Regions from separate parts of the Hordeum vulgare genome. Here region 1 is linked to region 2. The links are chromatin contacts, called in public Hi-C maps. All regions are on one chromosome and are shown on one strand. Each heading gives the region's core, a stretch centred on a gene start, on an enhancer-like site or on the middle of the called end of the contact. The rest is flanking DNA. Distances are from core to core; before and after follow the strand shown.

Region 1 (7,780 bases), core at 454-2,953, 250 kb before region 2:
AGGGACATCGGGTCGACTATCTTCAACCTCCCATACTCAATGCAATGCTTACTATCTACACCGTTGCACACAAATTCTAGCTCTCATACAAGGCTATGACCCCCATTATACATGGAAGCAGGAGTAGTGTATTATCTTGATCGTGAAGGACGAAATCTAGGTAAACTTGCCTAATGTGAATCGCATCTACGCAACGAGCTACATGCAATAAACTTGCCTATGGGTTAAAGTTTGAGATTCGACATCGATATGTATGCTCCTAGAATTAATGAATTCTCTTACAAATGTATTGTTTGCATAGTGTTTTCTCGTATTTTTTCACCCAATACCATCCTCACATGTAATTTGAGCGTATGAGACATATTAGCATTGATATTCCCATTTGTTGTGCATAAAACTAGACTACTGTGTAGGTTAGGGATTCAGGTGACAAAATTTGTAAGAGAATTACCCCTGTGGTTTACATTATGTGTTTCTTGGCATGTAAATCTACTTCTTTTACTTATTTTTTAAGACACGGTCAGAAGAAATACTGCAAGGCATCAAATGAAATACTTGATACAGCTGCTAAAAACACACAAATGAACATATTTCATCGGTAAAGGTTCAAAACCGAGCACTTGTGCTTCTTGGGAGTTTTACACTGGATTTGGTTTTTTTGTGAAAAAGTTTATGCGCACACGTTTTTTGAGAGTGAGTTGTAAGCGCAGATGTTGGTAGTAAGTACGGACAAGGATGGTCTTTGACTGATGGGCTGCAGATGCAAATGACGTATGCACTGCTGTTGCTGGCCCATTGTGTCAGTGTTTGTAGGCTTGTAAATTCACACCTCTCACTTATTTTCAAGTATTCAACCTAGAACAAATTTGTAGTCATGTTAGATGGAAACAACTCGTCTCACGTCAAAGTTATTCCACAATAATAAAATGTGCTTCTACCACATTGCGCTCGACGATATATCACGAAAGAATTACCATTATGAAATTTAGTTGTGCGGTAAAACAACAATGATAAGAGACATGTTGTGATATACCCCATACTATCAAATGATTGGCTCCACCATGACTTAATTTTTCGGAACAATACCAAAAGTAACTAAATGAACATAGAACTAGCTTAGGTAATATATGCTCTGCACTGTTCAGCTATATGCTGCCTTGCACCTTGCAAAATGGAAATAAATAACACAACTAAATGGATTTGTTACAATGCTGGGTACAGAAAACTCAGCCACCCCTGTTGTATCTCTCTCGTGTTCAAGATTCACCCTACATGTACCAGGCGTGCCTAAAACCGAAGCAAATCTCTCGGTTAATCAAATTGCTCACTACATATACTTACTTATAGCATGGAAGAAAGATTGCAGCAAGAAAGAAAGCAAGCAAGCAGTACACACACAACACAAGCAACCTAACTCATCTCATGTCAAGCAGTAGTACTATTACCAGTACTGCCACGCAGCGGCAACAACCAAGCGCTACATGAACGGCGCAGAGGATCCGCAAGAAGAAATGGGTGGGGAGAGGCGAATCAGATGCCACACCACCCAATCCACACAAACACATCTACGCACACACACATCCCACTATCTTCTTTACTCCACCCACACGCTGGCCAGCAAAAGTGGAGGAGGCCCTAACCCTAACCCTAACCCAACCAGGGCAGGGCTGGTTAACCTGACCTAACCTAAACCTAACCACAGGGGGCCCCACAAAAGATATTGAAAGCTCCGTGGCCTGCGTGGGCCCGGTGGGGATGGGGGTGCATTCAAGGAGGGGACGGACGGACTGTTGTCAAGCAAAAGTACAAAATAATGGTGGTGGTTTGCTGCTGTGCTTACCTATACCATCATGCTTGGCGGGCTGCAAGGTGCACCCCGCCCGTGCACTTCACAAAATAAACTACAGTGTGTATCGTTGGAAAAGGTTTAATTTGGCTTATCGCTTAGTAGTGTTTTCTTTTTATTATGGGTGTAGGGTGCAATGCTATTTTATGTAGAATATATAAATAATAACAGAATATATGCACACCGAGTCAGCTCATAAAGACAGATCATCTTGGTCCAAACTTAATACTCTCTCCGTCTGAAATTACTTGTCATCAAAATGAAAAAAAAATGAATGTATCTGAAATTAAAATATGTCTAGATGTATTTTTTTTTATGACAAGTAATTCCGGACGAAGAAAGTATTAGTTATTAGGGTTTGGTGAAGAAGAAACTTACCTCAGTAATAGACAGAAGTAAGCAACTCTCTCCTTTCCCTCCAATAGAATGCACAAAGCTCCTGCTGCACAATCCAAAATTAAATAATTTAACAAAAGTCTATAATAAAAAAACAGGTTATTTTATCTCAAAATTGGTGAAAGCTTATCAAGCAGCATGCATGTATATATGGATATTAGCAGAATCTTCTAAATCACCACATTAGCTGAAAATGACAATGTTGCCTTCTATAGTCAACACATTCAAGAGTGCGGTTCCCTTCCAAGACTGATTTCCTTTTTATCATCGTAACTTCTGAAAGAATCAATGCATTGATATACACAAATATATACATCAAGCCCTGCCCCACATTATCTTTTATTTTCCTGGAGCAACAAATATTCTCTTTTCAGCTTGATGCTTGCCACGCTTTGCCCTCACCTACCACACATTGCCACCTGTTTCTTCTAACACCAGCACTTGAGGGAGAAGGATTGTGCTGCAACAGGGAGATGTCATTTCTTGCTCCCTGCAGCACATGGTTCTTGACGTTCGTCATATCATTCTTAGCCCAGTTTCGCTACTGATTAAAAAAGTAATTAACCATGTCATTTTCTCCTTAACAGAGTGGCACTCTTATAAGTCTACACGGGCTAGCTTCTTCATTCATTCCTGAGTTGAAGGTGGATTTACATTAGCAATATATTCAAAGTGCATGTATTTTTTTTTGCGATGACAAAGTGCATGTATTTGGTAGTGTAAGATTTGTAATCTGTCTTCTACCTTATTTTTAGGAAAGGTTTCTTCCCTTTCAAGTATGTACTTCTATATATACTCGTCCATAAGGCTTAATACAACATCCATCATATTTCACATCAATCCCTCTCTCTTCGTTCCAACATGGTATATATCACAAGTTTCTAGACCTAGTCGTCGCCCGCCGCTTCCGTCCCGTGCGCCGCCTCCGGGGCGGTCGACCTTCATGACCGCCATCAGGGCCACGATGCCCGTACCTAGGGTTCGTCCGCCCCTCGTGTTGTCCGGCTACCCTAGAGAGTCTTTTTCTCGATCCTTTGATCCGGGTTTTTTCACTCTTCCTGCGGTCACTTTGATCGGCGTTTTTTTGGTTTTTGATCTAAGATCGGATGCACCATCTGCCGCCGCCGTCGACACCCGCGTGCCTCTACTTCGACAAAGACGCGCACCTCGTCAGCCCGTCGCGGCGATTGCCGCGCGACTGCCCGCCTGTTTCCCTGCGTCGGCCGTCACCGCCAACGGCGCGATCCCGACCTCTTCGGCAACCCGACACCCACGCACGACGAGGCGACCCGGAAACCACGCACGACGCGGCGACCCGCCCTCACCGTCGTTCGCGGGACTGCCCTCCCGTCGCTCCGCGCCGGTCGTCGTTGCCCGCGTCCAATCAGGATCCTACATCACCTACTGTCTCCCTCGCCGCTCGTCGGCTCTCTCGGGCTCGTCGTCTGCCTGGCTCGGGCAACCTTGTCGACTCGGGCTTTTTTGGCTCGGGTATTTGCCGTCCCTTGTCGGCTGCCTCGGGCTTTTGTGCTCGGGCGTCGGCTGCCTCGGGCATGCCCTTCCCCGTCAGCCATCATCCCCTTGGTCTCCTTGACCACCCCGCTTCACCGTCCACGACACCGTCATCATCACCGAGCAATGCCCCCGACCTCGCGTGCAATCGAATCGATCACCCGCCCGCCGCGATTGACTCCATCCGCGCCGTGCGACTAACTTGATCAGTCGGTTGCATGCGCCTCCGCGGGTCCTGTGAAGGATGTCCTCGAGTATAGCGCGACCCTCCATCGATCAAGAATGGGTTGCCACTGCGTCGCCCTGTCGGGCCGTAGCGCCGCCGCCCCTTGGTTCTCCCCACAGTTGCCCTGTCACGCGCAAGATGCGACCCTATCCTTAATTTGGCACGAAGGCCTCGTCAGGGATAGAAGCACATCTCGTCGTGTCGCAAGAATGGATATCGTTACAAGTACATGCACTGAAAAGAAGATATATATATATATTATAGAATTGGCTTACACTCGCCACAAGCTACATCAGAGTCACATCCGTACATTACATAATCATCAAGAGTAAGAGCAGGGTCCGACTACGGACGAAAACAAACGAGAAAATAAGAACGACGTCCATCCTTGCTATCCCAGGCTGCCGACCTGGAACCCATCCTAGATCGATGAAGAAGAAGAAGAAGAAGCAACTCCAAATGAACGATCAACGCGCTCGCGTCAAGTAACCTTTACCTGTACCTGCAACCGGTGTTGTAGTAATCTGTGAGCCATAGGGGACTCAGCAATCTCATTTCCAAAGGTATCAAGACTAGCAAAGCTTAATGGGTGAGATATGGTTAACTGGTGAGGTTGCAGCAGCGACTAAGCATATATTTGGTGGCTAAGCTTACGAGTACAAGAAATAAGAGAGGGAAGATCTACGCATAACGGACGTGTACTAATCATGATCAAAGGAATGATCCTGAACACCTACCTACGTCACACATAACCCCACCGTGTCCTCGATCGGAGTAAGAACTCACGAAGGAGACAGTCACAGTTACGCACACAGTTGGCATATTTTATTTAAGTTAACTTCAAGTTATCTAGAACCAGTGTTAAACAAAGTTTCCACGTTGCCACATAACCGCCGGCACGGCTTTCCGAAAGGTTTAACCCTGCAGGGGTGCTCCAACTAGTCCATCACAAATTACCACAAGCCGCATAGAAATCCTCAATCACGACACTCGCGATCTCATTGGATTCCTTAGTGGAAAACCTCAACTCTGAGATTACCCAAAGCATCACTGGAATCCCGATGCACAAGATATCTCGTCAAAGGTAAAACTAATCCAGCGAGGCCGCCCGGCGTGTCGACGACCCCGATAGGAGCCGCGTATCTCGTTCTCAGGACACGGTGGATGAGCGACGCGTACGGTGGCCTAATAGAAATCTCCCAAGTTGCCCTGGGTTGGCCCCGCACAGTGCTCTGTTTTGGACCAACACCATCAGCACTGGCCCTCCCTGTATTATGTAGAATTACTCCTCGGGTTCATGACGCCCTATGCTTTCAGTATTAACAAAATTATTATGTTGGGAAAATGTAGTACCAATGTTGGGCCTTGCCGGACCAGCTTTAGTCTAAAACGAATTATCAAGGGGGTCCCCATAACAACCCCGATTGTGTTAGGAGCACTCGTTTATGTAACATAACACCGGTAGCCGAAACTAAGGGGGTAAAGGTGGAACAAAACACCAGGCTAGAAAGGCCAAGCCTTCCACCTTTTACCAAGTATATAGGTGCATTAAATTAAATAGCAATAATATATGGTGATAAGACAAGGAACCCATGTTATCACATGGAAGCATCTACACTTGTAACTAGCAACGCTAACAACAAGGTTAAGCAAGCAGTAACATAGCCAATCAGTGGTTGCTAGGTCGAATAGGTTGAAGGTTTCATGGCATTGTTGAGAGGCTGATATTTAACAAGTGGTAGGCAACGAGACATAAACAATAGAAGCGATAAACTAACATGGCAATGATAGTAATGGTATCTGGGGAAATGGTCATCTTGCCTGAGATCCCGCTTGGAAGAAGAATGACTCCGTGAAGTCGGCGAACCAACGTAGTCGAACGGGTCCTCACATTCCGACACGCTTGCGGAACTCTATCGAGACGGAGCAAACCGGAAACAAACATCAACACAGATATTCACCACATGATGCCCAACATGAAGCACAACCTACTATGATGCGTGATCAGTTCAATGATGCAAGGGATGGCATGGCAATTCACCTCACACAAACTCTACACATTAAGTGAAGCTCGATATGCAACGGGTTGCATATCGACGAAACTCCACGATTAATTATTTAATTCACTCCCGATTATTTACACGGCAATTTTAAACTGTTGTTAACATGGCAAGGGGTGAAGCAATGATCCTATGTCTCATCCTAGTCGGTTTACTCGCGGAACATAGAACGGAGCTACGGCACAAGAGGCATGCAACACACGATATATGCCATGAATGTGTCATGCATGCAAGTACATCAACATCACAGCAAGAAGGGAAAGAAGCATATGTCGCCATGGCGAGCGAAAGGGGAACTATGGCGGCAAGATGGAAACGATGCCACGGCAACGTTCCTATCCCGATAACTCGTCGAGATATCGTGCCAACATTTAGGAAGCGTGTGCGAGAATGCTAAATAAAGAATGGGGTGATCCCGCTACCGGGTTCTCATGTGTCGAGGCACAACAAAAGAGGAACAACGTGCAACGGGCAACATACGACGCAAACATACATTCATCTCATACATTACATGAACACGGTTCTCGGCACGTCTCATCGGTATACCTTCGCAGCATGCATATCGGAGAGTTTCGGTTCGGTGAAGGAGTATAACGGTCGTCGTGGTCGTAGTGGAAGTTGAGGTACTCGGGTCTCGTCGACGGTAGTCGTTCTCTTGTCGTCGGTACATGGTCTTCGGCGTCGGTTACGGTCTTCACCTCGGTAGTCGAACACGGGTCTTCAACGACGTCGAGGAAGTCGAACTCATTTCCGGGGTCGTCGAGGACGTCGTGGTACTCGCCGAACTCGTCGTCGACCCACGACAGGCGGGGATGGTGCACGTGGTCTTTGGCGACGTAACCAGCGACATCAAACACAACGCGACACAAGCAGCAAGGCGACAACAGGCAACCAACAACATGCATCCATGCATTGGCAGGCAAGCAGGACAACAGCATAACAGGCACCTTAGGCAGCAGTAGAGCAGCACCATCAGTACAAACAACAGCAAAACGCCGACACGCGAGCTGGGCACAAGCAGCAGCGACGACAGGCAGCAGGAACAAGAGCAAGTAGCAACGCACTAAGCACGGCAAGCAAGCAACCTACCGGTCTAGCAGCAGAAACAACAATCGACCACAACACTAGGTAAAGCGGCAGCAGCAACATAAATTCCAAGCAGCTACGGGCAGCAACAAAGCAACCCAAGCAGCAAAACGCATCGGCAGCGGCAGCAGCCTAGCGCAGCAAGCAACATAACAACAACTATATGTAGGCTCGACAACAGCAAACACAACAGCAACTGTCGGCCGGCACGCAGCTGAGCAGGAGGCCGGGCTTGGAGGGGCTGCTCGGCGCGCGGCTGGCGAGCACGGCGCAGGGGAGCAGGAGGTCGGTCCATGGCAGCGGCACACCGGCGATGGGAGGCCAAGCAGAGAGCTCCTTGCATCCATGGAGGTCCTGCGGAAGGGAGATGGGGTGAGAGAGAAGAAACGGGAGGAAGGAGAGGAGAAAGAGGTAGGGAGAGGAGAGGCGAGGCCCTACCTGCGACGGGGGTAGCCGGCGGCGGCCGGAGCTCCTCGCGGTGGTGGGGCGATGAGGTAATGGCCATGGCGAGGTCGGGCGAAGCGGTCGCGGGAAGGCGGCTCGGGGTGGCGCGGCGCGGGAGGCCAGGGCGGCGGAAGAGTGGCCGGCGAGGCGGAGCCCCGAGGAGGGGGGCGAGGGCATGGGGAATTGGACGACGCTGGGGAGAGCTCTGCG
Region 2 (7,139 bases), core at 4,021-6,520:
AAGGAGGAGAATCGTAGAGTACATCGTGCTTCTGTTCCATGGAAAGAGGGGGGCGAGTCGTCTTGTGCCGTTGACATGTGTTATCTGAAATCTTAACACACACGATTAGTCCTTTGCGGTACTATCATCAATCACCAAAATTACTTAGGCATAAAATATGCCCTAACAAACGCCCCACACCCATCCATGGGCGGACCACGCGTCCGCGCCTCACAGGGCCCCGCGCCCTTCAGTCGGCGGACTCCGTGTCTGCGCCCAACATCTTCGACGCCACCGTCTGCTTCAGCAACAACGAAGACCCTCCGGCCAACTTTTCGAGTCGCGTGGAGGCTCGGAGGCTACACCCAGCGGATGCGCTTGCGCGCCCCCACTGGAAACAGCCAGCTGGCGGACTCCGCGTCCATGCCCGGCAGGGCCACGCGCCCACCAGCCAGTGGACGTCGCGTCCTTGCACGAGGATGCCTCGCGCCCATCAGTCGGCGGACCCCGTGTACGCGCCCGGCAGGGCCCCGCGCCCATCAGTCGGCGAACTCCGTGTCGACGCCACTGTCTGCTTCACCCACAGCTAAGACCTTCCTCCCAACTCTTTGAGTCGCGCGGAGGCTCGGAGGCTACACCCAACGGGTGCGCTTACACGCCCCCACTGGAAAGAGCCAGCAGACGGACTCCGCGTCCATGCCCCGCAGGGCCCCGCACCCAGCAGTCGGTGAACTTCATGTCCATGCACGACAACGCCTCGCGCCCATCAGTCGGCGAAACCCCGCATCCGCGCTCAGTAGGGCCCCCACGCCCACCACCCGGCAGACTCTGCATCCATGCACGGCAGCGCCTCGCGCCCATCAGCCCGCGGAACCAGCGCCTGCGCCCGGCAGGGCACCGCGCCCACCTACGACGGACTCCGTATCCATGCCCGATAGGGGCCCGCGCCCACCAACTGACGAACTCCGCGTCCGCGCCTCGCAGGGCCCCGTGCCCATCAGACGGCGGACCCCGCGTCTGTGTCCGACTTCCTCGACACCACCGTCTGCTTCAGCAACAGCAAAGACCCTCCGCCTAACTCTTCGAGTCGCCCGGAGGCTCGGAGGCTACACCCAGCGGGTGCGCTGGTGCGCCCCCACTAGAAGGAAAGCCGCGCCGTCCCCGACACGCAATCGACCGTCATCAACAACTTCTGCAACAATGACGACTGCGAAAATCCTCCGTCCGGCTCTTCGAGTCGCCCGGAGGCTCGGAGGCTACTGTTGGGGGATGATCCCAGGGTACCCCAAAGATGAAAAGTCGGACAGGGTGCCCGCCAGCCCTGGCCGGCTGCTCCGATTCCAACCCACGACCGACTGCTTCGACCAGCCGGGTGTGCGAGCCAACCGGCTGTCCAGAGTCAACTACGACGTCCCATTGGACACGCGCGGTCGGTCGTCCATACCCCGCGGTAGTGCAGTGTTGACAAGTAGTAGTGCGCTGAACCGGCATCATGCAGTTTCATCGATAGTGTAACTTGTCCCCTGGGCGTTGATTTATAAAGTGTCCCATGGGACAAGCATAGCCTAGCTCACAAGCTATGTTCATCATGGCATGTAAGCTATCCACTGTAGCTTACATCTCACGCAACCTGACATGTAAGCTACCCACTGTAGCTTACATATCAAACCACCCACTCATGCCTATATAAAAGGCACCATGCATCGTCATATGGGGGCATCCCCTCTCCCTCTCACACATACGTGAGGCCCAGGAACGAAGCACTCAGCTCCCTCTCCCTCCTCCAATACAGCTCGAGGAGCCACTCTGTACTGCAAATACACCTCATATACAGACATGCAGGAGTAGGGGTATTATCTCTCCGGAGAGCCCCGGACCTGGGTAAACCGCCGCGTGCTACTACCCTATCCCGTCCCGGATCTTCCACTGCAACCTTGCTCTCACCTCGATTAGCCACCCCATGGCATCTGTTGCGAAAAAACGACGACAATCAGGTGGCACAAGCGATGATGGGGAATAAGGAAGCTATGGGAAGAGTGGATCGATGAGATGGGGTTGCTCGAGTAACATCTTTCGTAGAGCTTGCGGGGGCTATCGATGCGGTGTATGGCGGCGACATCTTGATCCGGTGGAGGCACGGAGCCGTGGTCTTGTGAAGAACGGGGCAAGAGAGAAATAAGGGTTTAGTGGCTAGGTGCTGAGGCAAGGCGTGGACTCGAGATGGAATTGAGCACTTTAGGTTTAGATAATTAGGGTCTCAAAGACAGCCCGCATATCAGCCCCTCCTAGTGGGTACTTGTGGGTATCATGCATGATACCGTCGAAGGAAAATCTTGACCCATTTATGTACACATGAGTAGCTATTTTAGCCCAAATCCATAGTAATTACCCTTCTGGGGTCACATAATGGGTATCCATAGCCATCTTCATGGCTTCATAGAGATAGAAATAGAAACATCGGGAATTAGCACCAAGAACTTCCTCCAGAATAGAGTGCAAATGATTTCTAAGGATAAATGATTACATTCCTATAAATCTTAAAACATAACCCTCCAAAAAGACCTTTGCAATTCCCTTAAATCAAAGAAGCCCTTGCTTGTCTAAAGTTACTCATATCAGGCTCCCCTTCCTCTATAGATCTGGCTTTCCTGTCATGCCCACAAATGTGACAGTCACACTCACACCTACATGTATATATAGGTCAGGCTAGTACATAAGGTGAGAGGAAAAAGGGCAGTAGACCAGCTGGCTAACTAGCAATAGCTTGCTCGACCTAGATCGCACATGATGCCATACTAGTAGCTAGGTTGCACACATCAATATCTGCACATGGTTCTCGACGCACAACAGGAGTACTACCCGGTAAAGAGTATTGTATTTCTCCTGCTAAATGTCTGCTGATTCTGCGACTAAGTTCTCCCCACTTTTTATGGATTTTAATGTATTTTTTTTCTACTTGCAGATATTGAGTTTCCGTGCCACAAAAAGATAATTAGTCGTTAATTAACCTTTTTCTATCTAAAAGTCTACTGATATGTTATTGTGCATGCAGCCAATTTAGCATTGTGTTTTTACATATGAGTACAGATATACCATACTAAATGGTTGTGTGCATCATGATGATCTGAAGGTTGAGTGTTGCAGCGAATCAACCTGTAGTTAAATGTGCAGAAAGACAGTTATATCTTTAGCCCGCCAGGGTTTAAATCTTGCTGCTTGTATTATTATTGAATTTTATTTCAGGATTTTCGATGATGAATGTTTACTGGGAGAAGATGTTCTCATTAATTACGAGGCGTCTGTGACGAGTTCCTCAATTTCAATATGATATATACGTCTGAGTTTTCGAAAGTATTTTAAGAATGAGCAGGGCCGGCCTTGAGCAGGTGTAGCCGGTGCGGTGACATAGGGACTCCGCCTGCTAGGAGCCCCCACCCAGGCATGTGTATGCATGCCAATTACTTATTAACTTATACTCCCTTCGTTCCTAAATATAAGTCTTTTAAGATATTTTACTAGATGACTACATACGAAGCAAAATGATTGAATATACACTTTAAAGTATGATTACATACATCCGTACATAATTGTCTAGTAGAATCTTTAGAAAGACTTATATTTAGGAACAGAGGGAGTAGAAAAATTGTAAACCAAGTCAGCCCAATTACTAGCAGTTTTAGGCAGGCAACACACACTCAAGATAGCTATCGCTAAAGTTCCCTAAAAAATACTATCGCTAGAGAGATAAATCGCTAAGCATTGTGCATCTCCCTCGTCGCATAGTCTTCTCTCATTTCCTGGTTCTTCCCCGCTCCCTAATCACCGCCCATAATGGATCTACTCTCTCGTCCAGATTTCTAGCCATTTTAAATTAATTAATGGAGGTCGAGATCCTAATTTGTGGGATCCCTCCTTGATCTTCAAAAGTCAGTAGACTCCCCTCCTATCTACCCCCCTTAGGTTAGTGTATTTTTGTTCATCTGATTTGATTTGATTCATTCGTGTAAGCTTCAGTTGAGAGAGATAAAAAGTGAAGAAGGGATCAAAATATCAAATACAAGAGAAATAAGGCATTGACGGCAGCGGCAACTAGGAACCCAGGAGGCCACGCGGCGGCGCTCGTGCTCTAAAAGAGATTGACGGTAGTGCAGTGACGGGGCCAGCATGCAAGCATAGGAGGGCAAGTTTGTCCATAAAAGAGACAAAGCTCATATGAAATAAAAAAATTGGCTACAACGAACCCCTCCCCCCCCCCCCCCCCCCCACCCTCCGGGAACTAGCATGACGGTTCAAGGGTAAGCTGGCGGCAGCAAGGAACCAATGGAGTTTCATCTATACGACAAATGCTTTTGTTTTAACTTTCAATAACTGAAAGTCCTAATTCTCGTAGTGTGTATTTCTGCTTGTGTGCTAAGGTATCATTTGAAAACCGCATGTCTGGTTAAGAACAACATAACAGGGACAATAGAAAATTGTGTTGCATAAATTGTCGACTGAAAATTGATAGAAAATTGTAGTCCAGAGTATATAAGTTGCTACTAGATATACTCCTATAAAAATAGCTCTATAACTATTCATATATAGTTTTATAGTGGAATCTTTAAAATGCTTATATTTAAAAACAAAAGAAGTATATATAAACGCATACGTCTATACTTGATTTTTTTTAAAAATGAGTGTTTCAAACTTTATTTAAAAAGCGAATACTATAATATGTCTATTACTGTTTTTTAGTCGGATTAGTTTTTGTTTTTGGTGGTGGATATGTCTATTACTTACACACACAGTTTATACTGGAGAAGCACGCAATACACGATATTTTACTCGAACAGTCAATCTATTTTTTTTAACATAATATAGAGACAAGCGTTCATATACCAAGATTTTACCTCTACGAACGCACATACGCCCATCCTATTCCTATAAACACCTTCGAAAGATTAAACCGGGAATACCATCTTAAGATTTACCAAGATTTTATTCTAACATAAAAGTTAAGTACCAAAGTCTAATCCTTCACCATACAAGAGGTAATACTAACGTTATCACTAAGAAATTCTTAGTTGCTAGTACTAAGATAAACTACTACACACCGTTAATCTTAGAGTAGGCAACATGTTCTGGAAAGAAAGAGAGGGATAATAATTGAATAGAGGATACGTTCGTTCCACCACCCTGGAAAAAACCACCATATCTGCTGCCTAAAGCGTTGTGCCCGGCCGGCACAGTGGAAAACCCTAGGGCTCAAATAATTAACTAGTACTACGTCACGTCCATAGGTCCGAGACATAGCTACCTCTGTCTGCGCAGTGGCTCTCACATCATAGGGTTTCTGTGGGCCCAAACGCCGCGCGGCGAGAGAGATCGATCGATCGATCGATCGAGACAGTACGTATTATTCCACCAGTAATCTTTTCGTGGCGTACATGAGCCGTCAGATTTCGATCCAACGTACCGATAGACCCGACTCGTAAGAATACGTACCACGCGTACTGGGCGATTTGATGCGGCGATGTACCGATGTGAGCTATACTTATTGGTCAAGCACGGCATCATATCATGCATGCATCGTGTACACAGGCCAGATTAACCAGAGAGGAAGGCAGTTTAAACCACTGTTGCCGACTCCAAGAAGCTTAATTATAGCTGACAGCCCCCTGCGGCCGGCCACATGGACGATGCATGGGCGACATGTGGTGTTCGGTCCATGATTAGGTCCATGCTTTGGTGCATAACCAGAGAGCGTCTTCGGCTGAGGCCGATCGACCCTTAGCCCTAGCGGGTAGATGGATGTAATCTGCTTAATTATGCAGTAACTGCCAGTAAGAACAGCTATTTTTTTCAAATAATACATTTATTTTCATGATTTCAAAAAATAATGCATATGTTGAAAGTTTTTCAAAAATAGAATTCAGGATTCAGTCGGCTTCGATGAAGTTGATAGGGTTCCAGCCGGCTTCGGCGATGTCAATTAGTACTAATCGGCTCCGGTAAAAGCAATTAGTACTACTAATTGGCTTCGTCGAAACGGACTAGTGCATGCTACATATTTTGCATCATAATTTTATCTCTAGTTTCCCGTCATCCTCTCCCTAATTTCCCGCCACCCTTTCCTAGTTTCCCGACACCTTATTCCTTCATTCCTTCCGCCATTTTCTTTCACGCGGCAGAACATATTTTTTTATGGACTGCCGACAACGACGACGAAGACGATATCTTCATGCCGAGCATCAAGGCCAAGACTATCGCATCGTTGAAGGGCCAGAGTGCTGCATCGACGGAGGATGACGATGATGTCTTCATGTATTTTTTAGGTTGTAGTTTTTAAATTCAATCATATCGTTTAATTCGGTTGTACTTTTATCTTAATTATCTGTTCCAGTCTCTTTGAAATGTGACTTGAATAGAAATGTGTCTCGAATAACAATGAGGTTTTAGTGGCCTCAGCCAGACGTGCGAAAGGTAAAAGCCCAACCCATTTCATCCGTCGTAGGCGCATGCAGACGACACTCCATAAAGAAGTATGTTCTGCTGCATAATTTAGGAATGATTCACTCTTATGTCGCCGCTTCATCCATCTTCCATGCAATCAAAGTTGTCAGAATCGTGACTCAAGTCTTAGAATCTTACGATCTTAGGATCCAAACTAGCCCCTCTGATTCTATGATTTTGCTCATAGAATCTAAGTTTCTATGATCCTGATAGTTAAGATTCTACGATTCACGATCCTAGCAACGGAGCTCCCATCCGATTCTGAATCGCGATTCTGACAACTTTGCATGCAACCTAAGAAGTTCTTTCTGTATCTCCTCAAAGGTTCCTGAAGGCCACCCGTAACGAGTTAATGCTTGACTCAACTCATTCAGTAAGGTGTCACTACTTATGATTTCGTCCCATGAAACTACTGTATTGTCAATCTTAAAATCACTGGCAAACCACAGAAGACGTTGGGACATACTAGGATGAAAGCTACGATCAAAATGTAAACCGGACATCTTGACGAGACTATACTGGACTCCTTACCCACCCTAATTTCAAGGGGGTTTTATAGTTTGAGAAAAGAAGATGGCAGGAAAGAAGATGGCGGGAAAGAAGATGGCGAGAAAGAAGATGGCGGGAAAGAATGGCGCGAACAAATGGAGAGAAAATGTGACGGGAAA

What was found. Hi-C and Micro-C count contacts between places; a contact is called where the count stands out from the background.
Region 1: a contact with region 2 is called in a Hi-C map of seedling, with 5 times the contacts expected there. The contact joins two enhancer-like sites. A contact is called at or near these places in 2 of 6 Hi-C or Micro-C datasets (leaf and seedling).

Annotation. Positions count from the first base shown.
Region 1 is chr3H:134,762,409-134,770,188 of MorexV3_pseudomolecules_assembly, reverse strand. No RefSeq gene overlaps it. Among protein-coding and RNA genes, the nearest start is that of LOC123443252, 130 kb to the left of the region's middle. Within about 2 kb of position 1,703, at least 3 of the 3 cell types and tissues checked have open chromatin away from gene starts, as enhancers often do. A contact at or near this core is called in leaf and seedling, where this site is marked.
Region 2 is chr3H:134,517,177-134,524,315 of MorexV3_pseudomolecules_assembly, reverse strand. No RefSeq gene overlaps it. Among protein-coding and RNA genes, the nearest start is that of LOC123445799, 290 kb to the right of the region's middle. Within about 2 kb of position 5,270, at least 3 of the 3 cell types and tissues checked have open chromatin away from gene starts, as enhancers often do. A contact at or near this core is called in leaf and seedling, where this site is marked.